Linked DNA regions of Sus scrofa: region 1 is linked to region 2. Evidence: chromatin contacts called from public Hi-C data. All regions are on one chromosome and are shown on one strand. Each heading gives the region's core, a stretch centred on a gene start, on an enhancer-like site or on the middle of the called end of the contact. The rest is flanking DNA. Distances are from core to core; before and after follow the strand shown.

Region 1 (7,202 bases), core at 383-2,882, 200 kb before region 2:
TGCCTCGTTTAGAACAGATGCGCAATGAGGTCCTGCTGTTCAGCACGGGGACTGCATCCAGTCTCCGGGGACCGACCGTGACGGGGACAGACCGAGACGGGAGAGAATGAGAAAGGGAGTGTGTGTGTGCGCGCGCACGCGCGCCAGGGGCACCATCTGTACAGCAGAAAACAGCACAACACTGTAAATCAACTATGTTTCAATAAAACTTAAAAATGGAAAAAAACAAACAAACAACAAAGAAAGAAAAGGAAGAGCTCTGCCTGGCCCAGACCATCCTCACGGGTGCTCCTGGGAGGGGCCGGCTGCCGGGCCGGGGGCTCCCAAGGCCCGCCTGCTGGGTGATGTGGGCGAGCACCCGTCCAGGTCCTTGGAAGCTGGACGGGCAGGAGAGGGGGGCCCACCTGGGACATTCTGTCCCACCCTCCCTGTGGTCCCAGCAGCCTGACCCCTCCCTGTCCGGGGGCCTCAGTATGCCACGGAGACACCCCCACCCCAACAGACACCAGAGGAGGGGACAGATTCACGTGGAGGCCTCTCCGCTCAGGCCCAGGGCACTGGGAAGACAAGTGCCACCTGCCAATGGGACCAGCTTGATGAGCCCCGTTCTCTCCCGACACAAAACTCCCGAGACGTGCAAGGCTACCCAGTCCAGCACTAACACCTGCCAAGTACAGTACAAGGGGGAACTGGGTGAACCCCCACCAACCCCAGGCCCCCCTGTGCAAAGCATGGCTTTCTCTGCTATACGAAGAACAGTGAGGAGGCTGGTGTGCTGCCGTCAACAGCTTGTAAAGGAGGCGTTTGCGCTGTGGCACCATGGGGTCTGCAGCATCTCTGCAGCACTAGGATGCAGGGTTGTTTTTTTTTTGTTTTGTTTTTTTGTTTTTTTTTGTCTTTCGTCTTTTTAGGGCCACACCTGCGGCATGTGGAGATTCCCAGGCTGGGGGTCTAATTGGAGCTGTCGCCACCGGCCTACGCCAGAGCCACAGCAACGCCAGATCCAAGCCGCATCTGTGACCTACACCACAGCTCAAGGCAACACTGGATCCTTAACCCACTGAGCAAGGCCAGGGGTTGAACCCGCAACATCATGGTTCCTAGTCAGATTTGTTTCTGCCGCGTCACGACGGCAACTCCAGGATGCAGGCTGGATCCCCGGCCCAGCACAGTGGGTTAAGGACCCAGTGTTGCTGCACCTGTGGTTGCAACTGCAGCTCGGATCTGATCCCTGGCAGGGAACTCCTTACGTGGCAGGGAAGCCAAGAAAAAAAAAAAAAAAACAACAACGGAAAAGTAAACCCACAAAACCACCTTTAGAAAAAAAAGAAGTGTTGGAAACACAATTTATCGGTAACGGGGCGGTAATGCACCCAGGGACTTCTGCGCTGAAAGTACTACCTTTTCCAGAAACAAAGACAAACGCAGAGGCACAATAAACCATGTCAACCTGCCAGTAATCCGCGAGATGAAAAGCCTCGCCCAGAGATGGGATTGTGAGTTTACAGGAAACCATCAGAAGCAGGCGCGGAGCCAAGCCCGCTGAACAGCTCGGCCCTCCCCTCCCCTCCCCTCCCCGGGTGCGTGGAGGCTGCTAAGCCCGCCCTCCGGGCTGCGGGTGAGTCAGTGCTTGAAACCAGGGGCAGCCTCGCGGCATTTCTCACACGGTATTTAGTTGCAAGGAGGAGCCTGTCACCACTGTTCAGGCCACTCAAAGGCACCCTGGAAGGGCTTTGCACCGGAGTCACAGCCCCCTGAGCTATGCCTGGCTGATGCAGCGACAAGGACACGCAGGCAAGGAACATGCAGGCGGGGAGAGGTGCCTGGGCCCAGGGGGTGCCAGGGGCAGGCAGTCCAGCTCCCCACCAGCCGCCAGCCCTGGGAGCCCGACAACCACGTGCAAGTCACTTCTCTGGGTCAGGCCCTGGGCTCCGTGCATCCCGGCGGGCAAGCCGCCAAGGTCATCTGGGAGCCCTCCCAAGGTCGTCTGACTGGACACCCCCCTCTCTCCCTCCAACCCACCCCCCAGGGGGTCTGCTGCCTCCCAAGGTCCCTGAGGGGTCCCCCTCCTGCACTCACGGAGGAAGGCGTGACCAGGCCAGCAAACACCACCTGTGTCTCTTCAGCCCGCGTCCCCTCAGGCTGGCCCCTCCCACACACGCCTCCTCCCCAGGCTCAGCTCCGCACTTTCCCCAGCCTGCAGGGAACCGCGTGTCCAGCCTCACCCAGACCTGCCACTGTGTCGGTTTCCAGCTCACCCGGCGGCGCCCCCTTCTGGGGACAGGAGGCATCGCCCACGCCGCCTCCTCCCTCTCCCTCCTTACCTGCCCCGCTGGGCCCGACTCCCGCCCTTGCCTGCTGGCCTGGCCTGGCCTCCACCCCCAGACCCAGGCAGCGGCCAGCCCGGCTACCTCTCTGACCTGCTGCCCCCGTCCTTCCCTCTCATCTTCCCCATCACCCTCTTCCTGAAACGCAGACCCAGGCGTGGCGCTCCATGGCACAAGGCCGCCTGCAAACAGAGACGGCGCTGTGTGCCAGCCCCTCAGGCCCTGGGTGACTGGACCCCCGACCTCTCCACCCCATCCTGGATGGTGACGACAGTCCTGCTCAGGCCCTCTCTGACCAGGCGCAGCTGCCCCACCAGCCTCCACGGTACCATTTTGGCCCCTGACATGCATGTGCCACAGCACGGGGGGGTCTGGAGGGCGGGCACAGATGGGAGTGCCCCTAGGATCTGGGTCAGTGGCAGATCCTCACTGGTACAGTGACGAGAGCCCTCACCGCCTGAGGAAGGAGGACATGGTGGCGACGGCAGCAGCGCGTGGCCGTCGTGCTGGGCCAGCCCATGGGAGAGGGAGCGGCCACCGCTCACCTCGGGAGGGGGGCGCTTAGGTGAGAGCAGCCTTTGAACTTCCTGGTCACCACGTGTGCGCACGTGAAGGCCAGGTGGCCTCGCCTCCTAGGGCTGTTAGGGTCACCGTTCAGCGGTGGCCACGTGAACTCACACACACACACACACACATGTGCTCGCACACACACAGAACCCTCTGCCCTGGGGCCGGTCACTCAGCCTTCCTGGCCCCAGGCTCCTCATCTGGGAGAAGAGATGCTGTCACCTCCCAGGCCCTGGGACGTTTCCAGCAGCTGAAGTGTGCCTCCGCCCTTGCCCCCAACCACGTGCTGTGAAAACCCCCTTCATAAAAACAGAAAATCCCTGGCAACCTGCCGGGAGCCAAGCCGTGGAGCTCCGTCCAGCCTCCTGCCTTGAGGTTCCCCAGCGACCTCAGCCATCCTCCCTGCAGAGCTCCCCAAGGACCTCGCCCAGGGCCCCACCCCAGACACCAGCCACCACCGCTCCTCCTCCTTCCCCTCCAATCACGCGGGCTCGGATCCGCATCCTACAGAAGCGCCCTGGCCGCGGTACCTCCTTCTCTCCTCCCTCGGAGGCAAACGCCACAGCGGCCTCACCCAGGGTCCCACCGCGGTCCTTCCACCCAGGCTTTCGAAGTCCCCGTTTGCATGCACGTTGCGGCGGGGGGGGCAGGAATGCAAGGCATTATCTATCAGGAGCGCCAGTGGGAGCCGGCGACTTTGCTCAACAGTTCAGTTAGTCCCTCCAATGCGTCTGAGATCCACCCCAGGAGCTCTACAATCTAGTCACTTAAGGATAGCTGCCAGGGCCTCTACCACACCGTACGAACCCACGTGACACCCTGGGAGCCCACGCGACAGCCTGGAGCCTGCGTGACCTGGGGTGCTCGAACAGGACATCCATACTTAACCCGATCACCCAAAGGTCACCGGTCCTCCTCTCCCCTGCGATTCTCCTCTCAGCCAGCTCCTCTGTCTCGTCAACCCCGTCACCACCACCACCACCTGGCAGAGTCCTGGGCCGGCGCTAAGTGTCTCTCTCCTGCTCCAGGGAGACACCTGAGCTCTCACAGAAAACATGGCCGTGACCCTCAGGAAGCACGGGGTGGGCGACGCTGCCCAGTAGGGACATCTCCGGGCTCCTGTGACAGCTCTGGGGACCCTGGGGTCTCACAGGTGACTGTAAGTGAGGACAACCTCACTAGTGTCTGGGTCAGGAGCGGAAGAGCTGGTGCACACGGAGCCCCAGCTCCCCGGAGGCCCCCGGAGGCAGCGTCCCCCCAGACAGCAAGCAGGGAGCCCACGTGCTGGGCCCGGGCGCCGGCTTCCCGCCAGATGGAGACGGAAACTGCAGCGGACACGCCACCCAGGCCCCGGGAAAAAGCCCCAGGACGCCTCCCTGCTCCCGCCGGGGAGGAAGGTGGGCCGCCACGGACCACGTGGGCCACCGGGGGCGGGGCGGGGCCTGGGCGGAGGGCGGGGCCTCACCGGGTTTTCCGTCTGCGCGATGCCGATCACGAAGACCAGCTGCGAGAAGAAAAGGGCGCCGATGAGGTTCTTGTGGATGCCGAGCAGGTTGGACCGCAGCGTCCGCACCAGCGCCAGGAGTATGAACGCCACCAGCAGGGCAGCCAGGGACAAGGACACGGCGGCGTAGGTGACGATCTTCAGGGGCAGGACCTCTCCGTGCTGTGGGCGGGTTGGTGAAAGGAAGAACAGTCATGGGGCTTTTGCACAAGCGAGACCCATCAACACGTGGATGCTGCGGCCGGCAAGCAGCAGGCGGCGGCGCGGCTCGGGCTGGGAGGGGCAGGAACCAGGAACAAAACCCAAAGACGAGGTCGAGGTGATAAAAGAGCTCCGGCGATGTCGGTGGCAATGGCTGTGACCAGCCGTGACCAGACCCAACGCCCCTGACCCGTACACTCAAACACCTCGGAGACAGCGAATTTCACGGGCCATGTGTTTCACCACAATTTAAAAAAAAAAAAAAAAAAAAAAACAAAACACCTCGCATGTCACGCCTGCCGTCCGGCAGGTGCAGAGGCCACCCACCCAGATTCCAAGCCGAGAGACCGTCACGCAGAGCTCTGTTCACACCGAAGGCAGATGTGCCACAGCTGCAGGAAGCCGCAGTTGCCTCCTACACTTTTGCAAAATACACTTGTCTGGGACCCTGTGCCCTGCCGGCTTTCAGGCCTCAGGGAGGAAGCCGCCCTGGTTCTCCAGTGACTTCTGGAAAGCCGTCCTGAACTGGCCAGAACTATGAGCCGGGGCAGCCAAGGGGATGCGGGCAGCCTGAGTGGGATGGCAGACACAGGGCTCTCAGAGAGACCAGAGCTGCAGGAACCCCCGCTCCCCCACATTGGGTGCTCCTCAGAGGCCTGGGGTGGGCTCCTGATCCCTGCTCTGCTTCTCTTTCCTCTGCCTGAGCTTCTGCTTCCTCCGCCTGTGAGTCGGCTCCCGGCGTTGCCCAACTTCCAGCCGCGAAGAGACCCCCAAACCTCCCCTCGGTGGACAAAGGCCACTAATAATTAAGCTCCTCCAGGCCAGGACCCAGGCTACCTGCTGGAAAGTGCCCTGCCCAGGGGCGTCCGCAGTCTTGGGTGCCCAGAGGCACACTCTCGGGTGTTGGGGTGACAAAGAGCAGCAACCTGTGGCTGATTCAGCCTCCCAAGAATGTGACAGGACCTTGGGCTGCTGCGTGCTGCAGCGTCCTGGGAGGGCCACCGGGGACACATCCCAGGCCTGAAAACAGGGTGTGGTCCCCCAGGCCTCTGGCTCCTAGATACCAGCACAGGCTCCCTCCAGGGTGACCCTGCCCAGGCTGACCTTGGCCAGGGTGACCCCGCCCAGGCCGACCTTGCTCGGGGCAACACCATCTCATCGGAGGCCCACAGAGGCCAGCTCACACTCCCAGGCCACTGAAAAGGCTCAAGGTTAAACGTTAGCAGCCCCGCTCCTCGGGGCTCCTGACCGAACCCTCCATCCTCCGGGGCCAGTGTGTGCGGCGCTCAGGGGAGACGCTCCCTCCGTTCCCACCAGCCTCTCTTTTCCTCCTTAAAATGCAAAATTCGGCAGAAACAGCATCATGTGACAGTCTGCCGAGAAGCTGCTTTGAAGTGAGGTCTCCGTTCCAGGAGTTCCTTTCAGTCTGAGGTTCCAGACAGGCCATCACGGGTTTTCATTTACAACCTGGCCTCTCTGAAAACCCTCTTAAGGGGGTTTTGTTATGGAAATCCTAAGGGATTCTGGCCAATTCCCCCCCCCCAAGCCAGCCGAGTTTTTAATTGTGGATTCAGTTTGTCCAAAGCGCTGGGGAGGAAGGACAGAGCTTGCCGAGGGGCAGGTCTGGAGGCCAGGCCAAATGCCCCGAGGGACTGGTCCCTGGGCACACTTGCCGGGGGCCGGGGTTGCCCGGGGGGCCGCGCCCACCTCGCGCCGGGAGATGTCCATGAGCACAGCAGAGCTGGTGGCGTGGCTGCACTGGCAGGTGACATGGGTCCGGTTTCGGGACAGTAGCTCACAACCCTTGGCTGACCACCCTCCAGGTCCACCGACGCTGCAGAGAGAAAGGGGTGAGGTGGTTCCCGCCACTGCCTGCGTCTCGAGGGCCCTCCAGCCCCCGCTGGAGCCCCAGCAGCACCCTCACTGCGCCCAAGGCCAGCGCCACCACCACCACCGCTCTGAGGACCCTCTGGGACCGTGAGAACCCTCACCCCCCCCACCCCACCCCCGGGGGGCCAGGGAGAGGCCTCTAATGAGCACCCTCTGAAGTTCGCCTTCCATGCGTCATCCAGCAGGAAGACAGCGGGATGTCGGCGCCTCCTCACACCCCTTTATCAGAGACATTAGTCAGTTGTTAAAAGAGCCCGTTTGTGCTTGAGTCGCCTTTTCAGTCCAGATGATTTAAGGAGAAGCCGCTCACGTCCGGTTCACACTTTCATCTTCAGGTTGCACAACAGTTTATGGCCACTGCCTGGAAGCAGGGCCCCGTGGTTACCCCGTCTTGCTGATGGGCAGCCCCAAACGACAGGCTGACACAGGTGTGTCTTGGCCGCAGACAGAGCCCTGCCCTCCCAGACCCTGGGAAAGCCAGCTCGTCTCTCTGATCCTTAGTTTACTCATCTGTCAAATGGGACGTGAAGGCGAACACGCGTTTGCCAAGGGCTGTAAGATCTGGGGTGTCAGGTGCAGCACAAAAGCAGAGAGATAATGAGAGCACTGGCTCACCGCCGGGATTCAATCAAGTGACCACGAGACAGCCGAGCCTAAGGCTCGCCAACAGCCTGCAGGGCCACGCTCACGGTGAAAGTGGGTCTTTCATTCTC
Region 2 (7,554 bases), core at 306-2,805:
TCAAGTCGCCTCCCCGTCCTGAAGCTCCGTGAACCCCCCAAGGCATCTGCCGCCGGTGACCCCCTCAGGCCCTCACTCTCCCTCAGCCTCCAGAGCCCAGACTCGGGTTTTTTCTCCTGCAGGCGATTATTCCTCTTGCAGGTCCGGCCTGCCCGACAGGCCACTCGGGCCAGGCCTCCTCCAGGCTGCACCTGCGCCCTGTCCCCATCATAGGTGTCCCCTGCCAAGTGCCCTCCACCCCTGCAGACGGGTCACTGACCACCCACGGCCGTGATGTGCTCTCTGTCACCCCCGTGGCCATGCTGACCACCTGTGGCCCCAGCTGGGCCCTCCTGCCAGACCTGCACACCCGACCAACTCCAGGACAATGTCAGGGGCCCAGCCGCACAGGGTCCAAGGCGCCCTCCCGGGCCTCCCTCAGTGGCTGCTCCTCCTCACCCAACCGCCTCGGCACGTTCCCGGAGCCAGTTTATTCTGGAAAGCACAGCCTGAGAGAACACGGCTTGGGAGCCACCGTCCCGGGTTCGAATCCCAGTGCTACCAACACAAGCCGGTGCCCTGGATGCGGGGTTGAGCCTCTGGGGCTCTGGTTTGCGCCTCGATGAGATAATACCTTCCACAGATGAGGCCACTGCAGGAGTGGCCAGGTGCTCAGACCAGCAGCACAGGGGTGTGCGTGTGTGTGTGTGTGTGTGTGTGTGTGTGTGTGTGCATGTGTACAGGGAGGGATCCCAGCACAAGAGGCTCGTCGGCTGATCAACCCCGTCACCTCCATATCTGACCATCTCACCTCCCAAATCCTCTCTAGCCACCCATCCTCGCCTCTGCCAGGCACTGGGCCAAGCCTGACCTCTCATGTGCCCTCTACCCTCCGGGCTCACCCGAGAGCCGCCTCTCAACAGCAGCTCGGGCACCGCTCAGGTTCTCAGTCCCAAACCTCCCCCACGACAGTCAGCCCTCCCCCGGTCCCCGCTTCAGCCCCCCATCCCACCCCCACTCCCCGGGAAGGCACACCATGCTCACCTTGGCACAGAAGAGTCCCCAGCCCAACCTCCCTCCAGGGCCCGCACACAGTAGGCCCTGCACACAGTAGGTGCTCAACAAACAAACAAACACTCCATTGTTTCAGAGCCAGTGTTTCTGAAAGTCAGCAAGTGGCTCCATCCAGGTTACTGAGTTAACTGAAGCCTCAGCGGTTAACTAGCCAGCTTCCCAAAGCACTACCTCTTCCGAGGCAGATTACATCACTGGAGAATCCAGCTCGACAAGTGATACGGTTTAAGCTGGTCTGATCCTCTTCCACACCGTGAGATTCAGCAAAGAAAGATAATGCATGCATCCAGACGCTGCCTGGTACAACGCCCAGCTTTTATTTCCTCGTTGGCAATCGCCTACTTAAAAGTCCCTGCGAGAGCCTGTATTTAACTCAGCAAACACTTTTAAAGACTTTATCAGGCCGAGACGACTTTATCCCAGCCATTCCCCACCAAAGGAAACCGGTAAAGATGACTCAATCTTGTTAGTTCACCGACTTTCAGTATTTTCTGACATTCTGGGTGACTCACGGCCCAATCATGGTCACCCCACAAACGCCGCGTTTCCCACGTCCAGGTGTCTACACGCCCACAAGCACCAGGCCATTTTCCACCAAATGCCACGTTCTGCGCTGTACGCTTCCTGGCCCCACCCCCACAGGCGCACACCTGTTCAAGGTGAATGTAAACTGTCCATGTGACTACAAGGCCACCCTCTAGAAAGACTAACCAAAGGACCCCACATGTGACAGTCCCATTGGGTTATTAGCCACCCTGTTTTGAAAAATGCAAATACAGGAGGTCCCGTCGTGGCGCAGCAGAAACGAACCCAAGTAGGAACCATGAGGTTGTGGGTTTGATCCCTGGCCTTGCTCAGTGAGTTAAGCATCCAGTGTTGCCGTGAGCTGTGGTGTAGGTGGCAGACGAGGCTCGGATCTGGCATTGCTGGGGCTGTGGCATAGACCGGCGGCTACAGCTCCGATTAGACCCCAGCAGGGAACCTCCATCTGCTGCGGGTGTAGCCCTACAAAGCAAAACAAAAAACCAAACCAAACCAAAACAAAAAAAACAAAAATAAAATAAAATACGACACAAATGAGGAGTTCCCTGGCGGCTTCTCAGGCTAAGGGTCTGATGTTGTCACTGTAGCAGCTCAAGTTGCTGCTGTGGCTCAGGTTCGATCCCTGGCCGGGGAGCTTCCACATGCCACAGCTGTGGCCAAAAAAGAAAAAAGAAAAAGGACAGAAATGAACGTATCTGTGAAACAGAAAGAGACTCACAGACAGAACAGAATTGTGGTTGCCAAGGGGGAGAGTGGGGATGCACCGGGAGTTTGGGATGAGCCGATGCAGACTAGTATCTCCAGGCTGGATAGACAACAAGCTTCTACAGTGCAGCACGGGAAGCGCCTTCAACGGCCTGTGATGAAACCAAGGTAAGAAGCATGAACGAGGAGTTCCCGTCGTGGCGCAGTGGTTAACGAATCCGACTAGGAACCATGAGGTTGCGGGTTCGATCCCTGCCCTTGCTCAGTGGGTTAACGATCCGGCGTTGCCGTGAGCTGTGGTGTAGGTTGCAGACGCAGCTCGGATCCCGCGTTGCTGTGGCTCTGGCGTAGGCCGGTGGCTACGGCTCCGATTCAACCCCTAGCCTGGGAACCTCCATATGCCGCGGGAGCGGCCCAAGAAATAGCAACAACAACAACAAAAGACAAAAAAAAAAAAAAAAAAAAAAAAAAAGAAGCATGAACGAGGCTGTACAACGGATAACCGAGAGGATGTACAACGGATAACCGCGTCACCTCGCTGCACCGCAGAAATCAACACAGCCCTGCAAAGCAACTATACTTCAATAAAATTGCTTCAAAAAACCCTTGCCTATAAAACACACCTATCCCTGGACAGCATTCAAAAAGGACAGCGATTTGAATGTGGCGAAATTCAGAGTTCAGAAAATCTCAAGCAGCCTTTTGTCCTTGGTGGGCTCCATCAAACCAGTAACGCTATCGGCTCACAGACGGGAGAGGGTACGAAGACCCCCAGTCCGGGTCAGAGGAGCCGCCCTCTCCCGGGCGTGTCCATCTCAGACACCAGAGCCCACCCCCCTCCTCCCACACCCCCTCCCTTCCCCCACCCCTGTGCACCCTCCCAGCCCCTCCTGGCACAGCTCCCACAAAACCTAACAGCCTGCCAGCTCGCCTTTACAGCGCCTCTGGGGCAGTAATAATGCCCTAGAGGCCGCAGGGTACGGCTGTAAACCCCGGGGAGCCAATAACCCTTCACTGGAAACAGCACCTGAATCTGAAACCACAGCTTACCCATTGTTTCTTAAAAAAAAAGAAAAAAAAGAAGAATCCAACTCTGGTTAATTCAAAGGCTGGTCTTTTTGTGTTCTGTTTCTACACACAGCTTTGCTGCTGGGAATGACAGATTTTATGGTTTATAGTAATTTTTTCCTTCAAAGCATTAAAGAGGCGTCAAACGGTCCGAGGGTTGTATAGGGTCCCAACATGCCTACATTTTTTTTTTTTTTCCGCTTTTCAGGGCCACACTTGTGGCATATGGAAGTTCCCAGGCTGGGGGTTGAATCGGACCTACAGCTGCCGGCCTGCACCACAGCCACAGCAATGCCAGATTCGAGCCGCACCTGCAACCCACACCGCAGCTCATAGCAACGCTGGGTCCTTAACCCACAGAGCGAGGCCAGGGATGGAACCCTCAACCTCATGGTTCCTAGTCGGATTTGTTTCCCCTGCACCATGATGGGAACTCCCCAAGGTGCCAACTTTAAAGCAGAGCAAGGATTCAGCATTGAAACATCTCAGCCTAGCAACGCACTCCTCAAAACTTCCCCCCTCAGGTAAGAGAGGAGAGAGTGAAGGGCCAGCTTGTTTGGCTTGGATCATCACAGTTGGATGCTGGCCGGCTGTGTGACCCCGAGAAAGTGACTTAACACCTCTGAGTCTCCGTCTCTCCATCTGTTCAATGGGCAGCAGCATGACAGCCCTCACCGCCCGGGCACCGGGGGAGGAAGTGACCGTGCAGGTTCAAGAGTTCACATTCGACATCAGGACAGAAACTGGGGAAGGGTCGCCGTCACCTGGGAAGGGCCACACCTGAGGCCCACAGCCTGATCTACATCAGGCGTGTCACCTAGACTCAGAGCCAGATCCCCGAGACAGTCACTACCTAGCATGGCCCCAACCTACCTTCAACGGTGGTCCCAGCTAGGGACCCACCAGGTAGGCAAGCCGGCCCTCTGTAAGTAAATTCTTCTGAATAAAATCCACCCTAAACCCTTTATCCAGACATGGGGGGGGCACATTCCTAAAGCCCCAGACACGCCCCAGACATCCCTGCTCCCGCCACACATCCGTCCCCACTAGAACACCAAGTCCCTGTAAAAGCGAAATCATGTTGCCAAGTCATTTTTTTTTTTTTTTCCATTTTAGGGCCGCACCTGGGGCATATGGAAGTTCCCAGGCTAGGGATCGAACTGGAGCTGCAGCTGCCAGCCTGCACCACAGCCACAGCCACGCCAGATCCAAGCTGCATCTACAACCCATGCCGCAGCTCACGGCAATGCCGTATCCTTAACCCACTGTGCGCAGCCAGGGAGCGAACCTGCATCCTCATGGAGACTACATCAGGTCCTTAACCTGCTGAGCCGCAGTGGGAACTCCAACCAAGACATTTTTATATAGGCTGACTTCTCCATTCTGCTTTAGCGGATTGAGCAGTACGGGTGGCGGGGGATGGGGGGGGAACGCAAATGGAAAAGTGTGAAAGAGGCTTTTCACTGTCACGGCTCAACCCTGGCGGACAATTCTCCTTCAGGGCCAATTCCGTGTTCTCTACACACATTCACGGCTTCACAAACCCCACAATATTCACCTGCAGACGGACGAGGCTGCCAAAATCAATGTTGCAGTATTGCAACACCTCAAAACTGGACCTGGAAGTTCCAGATTCTATAAGCAAACAACTGGAACCTGTTTGCTATCCGATCCTCAGTATATAAAGAATTGCAGCTCAATGTGGAAACAAAATAAATCAGAAAATTAACTTTTTTAATTCTTCCAGGACTCCCACGGCTATATTGTATCGTAATAATTTATTGTTTAAACAACTCATCTGAAACGATGACTCAACCCACAGATCTAGCCTTTCTTGGTGGTAGGTTAAAGTCACCTGCCTGCAGGAGCCACTGGGGGGGTCGCCTGACTGTTTCCCGACCACCACCCCCTCCCCCACCAAATCCTCCTCTCCCCCCAGTTCCCACGCCTTCTGTCTGTGCCCCTCTCTGGCCCCTCAGCCCCACCTGGCACAGAGGGGTCAGGAGCCCGCAGGGCCAATTCGTGACTGCCCGCGTTGGGGTGGCTGAGCTGAGGCTTCCTCCGGGCCCTGCTCACCTCCAGCCCCAGGGCGGGCGGGCGGCAGGCAGGGTTCCCACACTGGCTCCACCACCAATCCGGGCAGCCTCTCAGCACCGCCCAAATTACAAGCCCATGTCCAGGAGCAGAAGCCAAGATCAAACGAGGCCATGCTTTCAAAGGGCTCCCACACAGGAGCCCGGCTGTTATTATCTGGAAGAGACAGAACACACTCGAAGGGAACCAGCTCCAGCCGTGTTACGGCGTGACTCAGGGATGCATCCGGCAATTTCCGACGGTTCCACCCGGGGACTAATTGGCACATGGAGCGGACAGTGACCTTTGATCTTTCCAGACGGGCGGGTGGCTAAGTACAGAGCCTCACCTAGCAAACCAGACAACTCGCATAACCCCAGAGAGGAGGCTCGAAGAGCACAACTCAGGAGCCACGCCCTCTGAGAAAAGCCCAGGAAGCCCTGGTCTTGAACTTGAGGCCCAAGCCTGCTCCCAGCAAAAACGGGGAGGGCAGCAGTGCCGTGCCCTCCCTCTCTCTGGACTTGGGTGGGGAGCGCACCCCTTCCCCCCACCCTCCCCATCCCACCCCACCCCCAGCTAGCGGTATCCAGCAGCCAACCAGCATCCAGCCATCCAACCGGAAGACGCGAATCCCCAAAGAGCTGCCCGGCCCCTGCCCGAATGCGCCCGGGCACGCCGCACGGGCTCCTGGGCAGGTCCCTGCAGCTCTCCAGGTGGCCCGGCGAGAGCCCCCAGGGCCACTCACCTGAAACAGACACTTCCATGAGCGCCTCCAGCGGCCGATTGTTGTCCAGGTCGCGGCTGAGCTGTAGCTCCCCCGTGGCCGGGTCCAGCAGCAGCAGCTGCAGCTCGTTGCCCTGCAGGAAGGTGTAGTTGAGGCTGTCGGAGAGGTCAGGGTCATGGGCGGGGATGCGGCCGATCACGCCGGTGGGGAAGCTGTTGGACTTGTTGGTGACATAGTTGTTGAAGAGGATCTGGAAGTCCGGCAGCACCGGCGGGTTGTCGTTCTGGTCCAGCAGGCGGATGTGCACGGTGGCCCGGCTCACCAGGGGGGCCGACGTGGCCTGCACCACGAGCACGTACTCCTGGCGGACCTCGAAGTCCAGCTCGGCCAGGGCACGCAGGTCGCCACTCAGCAGGTCCAGCTGGAAGACCTCAGGCACGTTCCCTTCCACAATCTGGTACATGATCTGAGCATTGGGGCCCTCGTCGGGGTCGCTGGCTCGAATCCTCGCCACCACGGACCCCACCGGGCTGTTCTCCTCCACCAACAGCTCCAGCTCGTCCCTCTCAAACACCGGAGGGTTGTCATTAATGTCCAAGACGGCCACCTGGATCTCCACGGAGGCGCTAAGGGACACCGGGCTGCCCCGGTCCACAGCCAGGGCCCGAAGGCTGTACACCGCCACGTTCTCCCGGTCCAGCCTGCGCTGGGTGCGGATCACGCCGGACGTGGGCTCGATGTAGAAGTCCCCGTCACCGTCGTCCCCACCCTGGAAGGTGTACAGCAGGCGGCCGTTGGGGCCCGAGTCCCGATCCGTGGCCGAGACCTGGAGGACGCTGGTTGACGGGGGAGCATCCTCGAAGACAGAGCCCTGGTAGAAATCCCGCAGGAACCGGGGCGCGTTGTCATTGGCATCCAGGATGAGGATCTCCAGGGAGGTGGTGTCCGACTTCTGAGGGATACCGTTGTCCCGGGCTGTGATGGCCAGCGTGTAGGCGGCCTGGTCCTCGTAGTCCAGCTCTGTCACGGTGTAGATGGTGCCAGTGTCCGGGTCAATCCGGAACTGCGGCACCGGGTCCTCCAGCACGTAGGTGATGCGAGCGTTCTCCCCCGTGTCCTCGTCGGTGGCGCCGATGGTGGCGATGGACGTGCCCACCGGCCGGTCCTCGCTGACGCTCACGGTATAGTGGGAGCTCTGGAAGACCGGCCGGTGGGTGTTGGCATCCGTGACATTGATGAAGACCTGCGCGGTGTGCGAGCGCATGCCATCAGACGCGGTGACCGCCAGCACGTACTGCCGCTCCTGCTTGTAGTCCAGCGGCAGCGCCAGTGTGATGAGGCCGCCACCGCTCTGGCTGCTGAGGGCGAAGCGGTTCCGGGTGTTGCCG

Evidence for each region. Hi-C and Micro-C count contacts between places; a contact is called where the count stands out from the background.
Region 1: a Hi-C map of embryonic fibroblasts shows a contact between it and region 2, with 1.9 times the contacts expected there. The contact joins two enhancer-like sites. A contact is called at or near these places in 1 of 5 promoter capture datasets (liver), 18 of 47 Hi-C or Micro-C datasets (alveolar macrophages, embryonic fibroblasts, epiblast stem cells and 11 more) and 1 of 2 datasets of contacts at active chromatin or transcription factors (skeletal muscle).

Annotation. Positions count from the first base shown.
Region 1 is chr5:3,185,956-3,193,157 of Sscrofa11.1, reverse strand. It overlaps LOC102159820 (cadherin EGF LAG seven-pass G-type receptor 1), which reads right to left. Exons shown (of 34, transcript XM_021091370.1): 22 at 6,307-6,433; 23 at 4,360-4,560. Among named protein-coding and RNA genes, the nearest start is that of TRMU, 35 kb to the left of the region's middle. Within about 2 kb of position 1,632, at least 54 of the 83 cell types and tissues checked have an H3K27ac peak or open chromatin away from gene starts, as enhancers often do. A contact at or near this core is called in embryonic fibroblasts, where this site is marked.
Region 2 is chr5:2,982,787-2,990,340 of Sscrofa11.1, reverse strand. LOC110260610 (cadherin EGF LAG seven-pass G-type receptor 1-like) reads right to left here. Exons shown (of 2, transcript XM_021091371.1): 1 at 6,188-7,554. Among named protein-coding and RNA genes, the nearest start is that of GRAMD4, 39 kb to the right of the region's middle. Within about 2 kb of position 1,555, at least 7 of the 83 cell types and tissues checked have an H3K27ac peak or open chromatin away from gene starts, as enhancers often do. A contact at or near this core is called in embryonic fibroblasts, where this site is marked.